Regions from separate parts of the Sus scrofa genome. Here region 1 is linked to region 2. A link is a contact called in public Hi-C data. All regions are on one chromosome and are shown on one strand. Each heading gives the region's core, a stretch centred on a gene start, on an enhancer-like site or on the middle of the called end of the contact. The rest is flanking DNA. Distances are from core to core; before and after follow the strand shown. Region 1 holds the start of TMEM106B (transmembrane protein 106B). Region 2 holds the start of NDUFA4 (NDUFA4, mitochondrial complex associated).

What was found. Hi-C and Micro-C count contacts between places; a contact is called where the count stands out from the background.
Region 1: a contact with region 2 is called in a Hi-C map of liver, with 7 times the contacts expected there. The contact joins the promoter of TMEM106B here to the promoter of NDUFA4 in region 2. A contact is called at or near these places in 2 of 47 Hi-C or Micro-C datasets (heart right ventricle and liver).

Annotation. Positions count from the first base shown.
Region 1 is chr9:81,834,559-81,839,164 of Sscrofa11.1, forward strand. It overlaps TMEM106B (transmembrane protein 106B), which reads left to right and starts at 3,096. Exons shown (of 8, transcript XM_003130176.4): 1 at 3,096-3,313.
Region 2 is chr9:80,641,672-80,645,629 of Sscrofa11.1, forward strand. It overlaps NDUFA4 (NDUFA4, mitochondrial complex associated), which reads right to left and starts at 2,338. Exons shown (of 4, transcript NM_001097468.2): 1 at 2,225-2,338; 2 at 1,047-1,135; 3 at 281-341. The coding sequence starts at 2,266.

The DNA.
Region 1 (4,606 bases), core at 1,846-4,345, 1.2 Mb after region 2:
ATAGCTGGGAGCTTCGCTAGTTGTCCCTGATGAAGAGACTGGACTTGAATGATCTTAATTCTAATTGCAAATCTGCTTATATCTTCTAGCTTTCCCTGCTCCGCCTCTAAGCTCATTCCTTGGCTTATCCCTCTTTTCCCCTATTCTTTCCCAACCCAAACACTCTATACCCTCTAGACTGAATTGCTGATCATCTCATCAACAAAGAATGTGGATTGTGAGGCTGACAAACTTTGACTTAAATTCTGTGTTGCTTATTATCTGCGTGATGTGGGACACATTGCTTCACCTCACTAAGCCTCAGTTTTCTCATGTGTAATAAGGGGGGAAGTTATACATTTTTCATAGGTTCTGGAGCTTCAAAGGGCTCATGTTATGGTTACTTATTGCTGAATAACAAACCACCTTGGATCACAGTAGGTTAAAATAGTGAGTTACATTTATTTTGCCCATAAATCTTCAATTTAGGTAAAGTTCCAAGAGAAAGAAAGCCAGGTGGAAAACAATGCCTTTTATGACCTCACCTGGAGGTCTTAGAGGGTGACTTCTGCTATTTTCTGCTCATTAAGGAAGTCACAAAATTCCACTGTTTCAAGGGGAGTGAAAATAGACTCTACTGTTTGAAAGGCCTTAACTTTTATGCAAACTTCCTCTGAAAGAAATTTTGCCATATGGTTGATTACTCTTAGGATCGAGGTGATTTACCATTACAGTTAAAGAGAAAACCAGAATGTGAGGCAAAGCTAAGTTCTCAAGAGAAAATTAAACATAGAAAAATTCCTTAGCTCCAGTATCATTGGTGAGTACAACCAGAAATCACTACAGAAGAATTATCACCTATTCAGAGTTCTCCTGGACTTTTAAAGGATATGGCCTTCATATCTGTTATCACAGAGACTGAAATGGAACTCAGGAAATCATTGTTAACCAAACAATTGCAAGCTTTGCCAGTAATTTTCCTTTCAAAATGTCCTTTAGTGATGAAAATCAGAGTACAGGAGCAAATGCACCAAGTATTCAACACCTATTTTTAAAAATATTCATTGTTATTTGGGCAATAAATTTTTCATAATAACATTTAAATTTACTACATAACTTAGGGTGCCAACTCCTGGGTAAGACCCATTGAGACTGGCATTATTACTATCCCCATTTTACAGATAATAAGTTAGGTATAAAGAAGGTTAAGTATCTTATACAAACTCTGTATATCCCAATCAGGCTGGGCTCATCCTCAGGTAATGTGGCTGTAAAGGCTATATTTCTAACCATGCCACTAAACTGCTTATTACAGCGATCTTCTTTTAAAAAGACTCACTCCTATGTGAAATCCAGTTATTTGGATAAGGACATGCTGTGCAGCCAGAATTTTTAAAGTTAAGTGATAAAGATAGTTGAGAGAATAATGAGTAAGTATTCCCATGAGAATTAAAAAAAGAAAAAACTTTTATCCAAAAAGTTAAACTTGCTAATTCAAAAATGCATGTAGTAGACCAAATGAAAATAGCCTCAGATTACAAATGACTATATTTTGCATGGTTTCTTCCATTTATATCTATATGTTCTAAATGTGAATATATTTTCCAGCCTTTATAATACTTCATATACTAGCTACTGCATACTGCTTTTACTTAGTGATATACTATTATCACTTCTTATGTAACATAACATGGGCTTTACCAGATCTCATTGCATGGCTATTCTATATTAAGTTATCCTGTAGAGTCATACAGGTGGACTGTCAGAATAGATACATAAGTTGCTCTTCTTTCTTCTCTCGCATGTTCTGATTTGTTTTAGCTATACTATTTATTTTGAAATTTCAAAAAATGTTAGTGGAAAATAACCATTCCTCTACCCACTTTTAGGAGAAAATTTGATGGGATAAATGATTTACTCAATGGCCCACAGGAAGACAAGGGCTAAAAAGGGTGGAGAATGATTTAATCAACATGGCATTGTTGGATATTTAAATGAAAACATTTTGTACAAAAATCATATTAGTTCTCATTAGGGTCAGGATAAATTCCAAAGGATGTGAATGCAGGATGTGAAAATTTAAATTTTTAATACTCTTGCTACATAATGCCTAACTGCTTGCTAGTAATTTTATGAGCTTATATCTTCACCAATATAGTGTGAGAAAGCTCATTATCTTACACATATATATATAATTTTGGTATTAAAATTATATATTTGTTATTTTTCCATCCCTGGCCTGGCCTGGGAACTTCCACATGCTGCTGGGCGGGGGGGCGCGGGGGGGGGGATTCATATTGCTTTGATTTCTTACTTTTTTTTACATATCTTCATATTCTCTTGGTCAAACAAATCTATCCTGTCAGAACATAGAAATAAATTACTATGACTTTCTTCCTGGGTTACTATATATACATGCTGTTACCCTGATTATAACAATGACTTTCATTCACTAAACATTAAACAGTGCAGGCAATGAGTAGCCTGAGCTTGACAGTCATTTCCATTATCTCATTTAACCCTCAAAACAACTCTGTATTGTTATTCTCATTTTCTTAACGCTTTGAGGTGTTAAGGAGAGTAGACCCAAGTCACAGAGATGAGCTGAAACACAGTATTTGAGCAGACTCACACCCTTGTAATTAAGCACTTAGGGGGCGGGGGAGGGCGCACCTTGCGCAAAAACAAAAACAACCAGAACAAAACCAAAGCCGGTTCCCGCCCACTCACTGTTTTCTTCTAATAATCACGAGATTCTAAATTAAAACAGATGTGACTTTTTGGCTGCCAGACATGGCTATCGACCAGTTTATCTCACTCCTAGCGTCTCTAGTGTCAGGGGTCACTTGAAGAGGCAAACAGGTTTGAGGCAAACAGTACACGTCTTTCCCCTTCGCAAAGGGAAACAGCCTGACAGAGTCACAGAAAACGGAGGGGGTACCACCATTTTTAAATCTTCAGAGCTCGAGCGGCCAAATTTTACCTCTAAGTCTTAGGAGACCAAGGTAACGAAACAGGTAGACCGATCGAGCACAGCACCAGGCCTTCAGCGCTGTAGAAAGGCGGAGAATGGACGCAAACGTGACGCACGCTTCCGGGCTACACCCCCCTGCTCCGGGAGCGCTCTGCGCAGGCGCGGGAGCAGGTCGCAGCAGCGCTGGGCCTCGGCTTAAGCTGTTGTTGTGCCGCCCCTCCCCCACCCCTACCCTGCGGCGGCCCAGCGCTGCAGGCCGCTGACTCCAGCCCCAGCACCCGGGACTGCGGACTTCGTGACCCTTTCCTCGGGCCTGTCCGCGCCGGAGCAGCTCGGGACTGCGCAGCACTCCGCGTGCCGGTGAGCGACCCAGGACGCGCAGCCCCCAAGTCCCCTTCTGGAACAGGGCCGAGCGGGCGCCCTGGGAAGAGCCGAGCCCTACGAGGAGATGGAGGAGGGGAGGCTGCCAGGGAGCTGGGCCCGCCCGGCGACCAGGGAGGCGCTTTGGGCTGGGCAGTGGAGGTGTGTCACCTTCTCTCACCCGGGCCCAGCCTCCTGCCAAGGGGCTCCAGGCTTCGGCCCAAGCCTGGCACACAGGGTAGTTTCCGGGTCTCCGTACGTTGAGCGCCCAGGTGGCCCCGGGTTTTCTCTCCTTGAGTTTTCTTTACTCGCTGCCGGTGTTTCAACTTTAACCTTTCCTAGAGTAGGCAGGCTGCGTCCTGAGTTTTGTTTATGTAGTTTTTAAAAGGCGCCGACTTCTCTCGCTCAGATCATGACCCATTTAAATTGGATGGAGTCCTATACAGGTTTTTTTCCCCTCTCCGTAAGGAGTCTGAGATCCGTGTTGATTTTGAGTAAATTAAAGGATTTTGATAAAAACATCGAACACAGGGAAGAGGAACGGTCCCAGCACCTCTTTATAAACTAAAGGAATCTCCAGAAATAAAAGTGGTTGAAGTGCTCTGAGGAAAATCCGGTGGAGAGGACAAGGATGCCCCAGTACCTCACAGTCTGCAACTTGTCCTTTAGCCTTGATGATGCAAACACCAGTCAGAGGCTGACTCTATCAAGGCAACTGTTACATAAGAGTGGAAAAGAGGCCCAGACTGAGAGCCACTTGGTTTTGCCTTCTGTGTCTTTTCCCCTTAAGACATTCCAGTGGGAGGCACCTTATACCTCTGTTGTGTTAACTGAGATCCCAGAAAGGGTGCCTCTGAGGCCCTGGCTGCTAAGGCCCGATCCCAACTCATCTAATATTCCATACAGGCTCCAAGGTCAAAGTGTGTGGAGACGGTGATGTTAATTTGCCCGTGAGCCACCTGTGATTGGCAAGTATTGGTTTGGCCTGGATTTCATTTCTTTGAGCCAAATCAAGAGAAAATAGTGCATTTTTAGAAGTTATAAATCGTTTATGTTTTTGAACATAATAATCAGTGTACATAGATTTTTTTAATGGTGAAAATAGGCATCTTTATTCATCATTCTGAAATTTTGTTTAGTTTTTTATCTTGCTATTGACACAATGTTTGAGTAACTCCAGCACACGGATGGGGTTTTTTGTTTTGTTTTGTTTTTGGCTGCAGCTGTGGCTTGTGGAAGTTCCAGGATCAGGGTTCGAACCCAAGCCTCTGCAGTGACAACACCAGATCCTTA
Region 2 (3,958 bases), core at 1,088-3,587:
TGGATCCCACATCACCATGGCTGTGGTGTAGGCTGGTGGCTGCAGGTCCAACTGGACTCCTAGCCTGGGAACCTCCCTATGCCCTAAATACACAAAAGAAAAAAAAAGTGAAAAATATATATATTATCTTTCTTTTCCTTAGTTAAACTAGCAGAATTGAGACATTATCTTCATTTCCCATCCATGTCTGAAGGCCAGAAATAAAATACTTAAACCTGTTTCATGACAAAATTTATTAAAATACACTTTCTAGCAATTCTGAAGCAATTTTGTAGCTTACCTTGTATTGATCATTGGGACCCAGTTTATTCCAGGGTTCTGGGTTATTCTTCCTGTCCCAACTAAAATAAAACATTGTAACTGTTACAGTAAACACTTTGAAACAGATTTTTGTATTCAAGAAACTAGTATTTCAAATAGATCAATCTCATTCCTAGGTAAAGTATTGATGCTATTTTCAAAATGGAGTATAGAGTTGAAACAGAGATAGAATCCATAATAAGCAATCTCACATAATTAATTAGAAAAAGAACACAAAACCTCTTAGGGCAGTTGTTCTTGTTCCTACCTCTGTTACAAGAAACTTTATACTTGGCTTTTACTAATATTTTCTATCTCATCAATAAAGTGATATATAGAAAAGTGCACAGAATAACAATGACTCAAACTTTTCCATGTCTATATTGTTTTCCAACTTCAAAAAGAAGCATTACTTATTGCGGAAAAACATGCAAAAAACATTTAAATGTACCAGCTACCCCAACAAAGTATTTTTTTAAGTTATTATTGTCTCAATTTTCACAACACTACGAGATGGGTATGAGCAGCTCCACTCAAACCATGAGAAAATGAGACTCAAAGAAATCTAGATAATTTCACGAACCAAGAAAAGTAAAAGACACCAGTAGAAGTGGGACCTGAACTTACTGTATGACTACAAAATTCAGGTTCTTTCTACTACTTGATGGTGTCTCCCTAGAAAGACTGTGTGGTTCCTAAACCAGTTTGATGAACCATCAAAGTTCTAAATATTTTTAAGGACTTACCAGACATCTGGATTGAACAATGCCAGGCGTGTGACATACAGTGCTGCTCCAGTACCTCCAGCACCAATAAATACAAAGAGGGGGATCAACTAGAACGAAAAACAAAACAAGACAAAAATTAACAGCCATCTTCAACTACCTACATTCTAATAGAAACGTATAACTACGGTAGTTTCTACACATTGATTCCCAAGTCTCAAATTACTGGTTTTTGATCTTGTCTTAAAATCTAAATGAAGATGGACCTCATACTGAGGTTAAGATTTCTAATAACTACGTTCAAAGGAAAGAAATGGAATTTCCAAAGAATGTAAGAAGATTATGGTTTAATGTGGAAAAAATTATACTCAAATTTTAAATTTTTCAAGAAAATACGCTGTCTCCTTCACCACTCTAATATTGATATATCACTCCCATTAAATTTCTCAGTTTCTTTCACCTTAAGGTTTCAAAATCAACCTCCTGGCAAATTACTTAAGCTTGTTTCAATATAGATGTTATGAAAAACATAATTCTGTTAGAATCTGAATGACCAAACAGAAATACACCTATTACAAATGGAGATTTTACGCATAATATCTGAAAACATACTATCAATGCTTAATGCGTATTTAGGCAACTGGGTTTAAGATAAAGATTAAAGCTTGGGTAACTGAGTTCTAGAACCCCAGCACGTTAATATGCAAAATTAGAGATATAAAATAACTCAAATGGGATCAAATTCTGTGCTACTAAAATATTCAAAAATGTCCAGACATCAAGACAAACTGAGGATTCCAAGATCAGAGACCTTCACATGTGCCTCAAAGCTTGGTAGTCCAATGCAATGAATGTAAAACCCTTAACAGACAGCACAACAAATAGGGTACCTGACCTTTGCTAATCTCTAATCCACACAGCCCTCTTGATCAGACCAACCTGCAAAAGGACTCGGCCACCACTGTTTCAACATATCATCTTCCTGGACAGCATCCCTCACCTTCCGCCTGCCAGTCCCAACTCCACGATGCACAGCGTGGAAGGTCAGAGATCAAGGTCATGGGGCAACCAGGAGGTTAAGACTGGAGAAACAGTGAGTGGCTGCGAAAGAGGAAGATCCCTCCCAGGGGTCTGAAGCCGACCCAACCGGACACAGGATGGGCAACTGAAGACATTGGAAAAGGGTTATAGGAACTCACGCTAGGATGCTTCTTGGCCTGCGTGATGATCTGGCGAAGCATGGTAGCGACAGAGGCCTCGAGCCTAGAGGGCAAAGAAAATTAACCTGCAAGGTCGGGGACTAAGCAGGATCTGCGCAGATCAGGAGCGGACGTCCAAAGTCACCCAGGACCTCCTACCTGAAGGACCCCTGGCTTTGGAGGGTAGCTGCGGCAGGAGGGCCCGGATGCAGCTGTCCTAAACAGTGCCTGCTTTGATCCAGCGATGTAGCCTGGACAAACCAACTGTGTTCCTCTGCAAAGCGAAACATTCTCATTCCCATGCTATGATGAGTAATTTTTTGCGTCAAAACTAGAATCCTTCGATTGACTAGACAGGCAGTTTCTCAGGAGGCCCCTTGTTTAGGGCCGGGGCGGGCAGGAGAACGGACAGGCCTCGCGCTCCCGGAGCGGGGTCCTCTTACTAGGCGCCTGCGAGCCTGGTCCGCGCATGGCGTCACTGGGCGCGCGCGTGCCGGCCGCGCGTCACCCGCCCTGACCGCCGCAGAGGGAGCTGTGCGGTGGCTCTGGCTGCCGAGTGCCGCGCGCCTGGAGGTCAGGTCGCGTCTCTAGCTGCTAAGGTCAGCGACTGCGGTTTAAAAATACTGCAGCTGCTTTGTGTCCTTAACTGTCGTTTACGGGCAGAAGTTAGAAACTGTTAAATGATTTAAAGATGGCAATAGTCCTGTCAGTTTGACTCTAAACCTTCAGTTTCCATTCCTTGCTTGAGTGTTCAACACCACGAAGACCTTTGCGACCTTGCTACTTTCCCCTCTCCCTGGGCCCGAAATTGCATTCTCAAAATATTTTTTATTGGTCGTGTGGTTACACACAATCTTTACTAGTACCCCAATACAATTTTCCCTTATTTCTTTTTTGGGTTTGTTATTTGTTTGTTGCGGGGGGAGGGGGTTGTTTTGTTGTTGTTAAACCTCGAAAGCCTTCCCTGGAGCAGGCTTTAGGGGACGCTGGGGACAACTTGAATACCTTCCAACCTCATAGGTAGTTTAGAGCATTAACCAAATGATCAGAAGTAATTGGGCCTAGAAAGAAGAAAGTCTCCTCTGAGAAGGCAATGTTGGATCTGAAGGAGGAGTAGACAGTAATCCAGTGAAAACATGCAAGTGTATACAACAGAGGTAATAGATGTAAAGGTCTGAAAGTAAGGAGACGATTTGAGAAACTGAGGACAGCCTGCTATGGCTGGAACTTGAAGAGTGAGAATAGGTGAGGGATCAGGTTTGTAGGAGGGACTGGTTAAGGGGCCATTGCAATAGTCTATGTGAGAGATAATGATAGCTTAGACTCCTATAGGAAATGTTATGATGAAGATAAGACTCAAGAGATATTTAGGGGATAGAATCAATAAGACCTGGTAATTAGATTTAGCGAAGTGAAGTGAGAGTGAAATCCAAGATAATTCCAGAAGTTCAATTTTTTGACCAGTATGGATGTTGATGCCAATTATTGAGATAAAACAATGGAGAATTATGGGTATGTGTTTATGTAAAATTCAAGTGGACTTCTGTGAGGCAGAAGGGAGATCTGCTAAATACATTTAGGACTCAGTTTTTTCTAAGAAATGAGCCATATAGCTAAATGAGATGCTTAAGGAGAAAAGGTAGAATGACAAGAGAGACAAAGGACATGGAACTGAGGAATGCCAATATGTAATGCTTAGGAGAGGAGATACGGCTGGTGAGGTAGGGGAAAAAA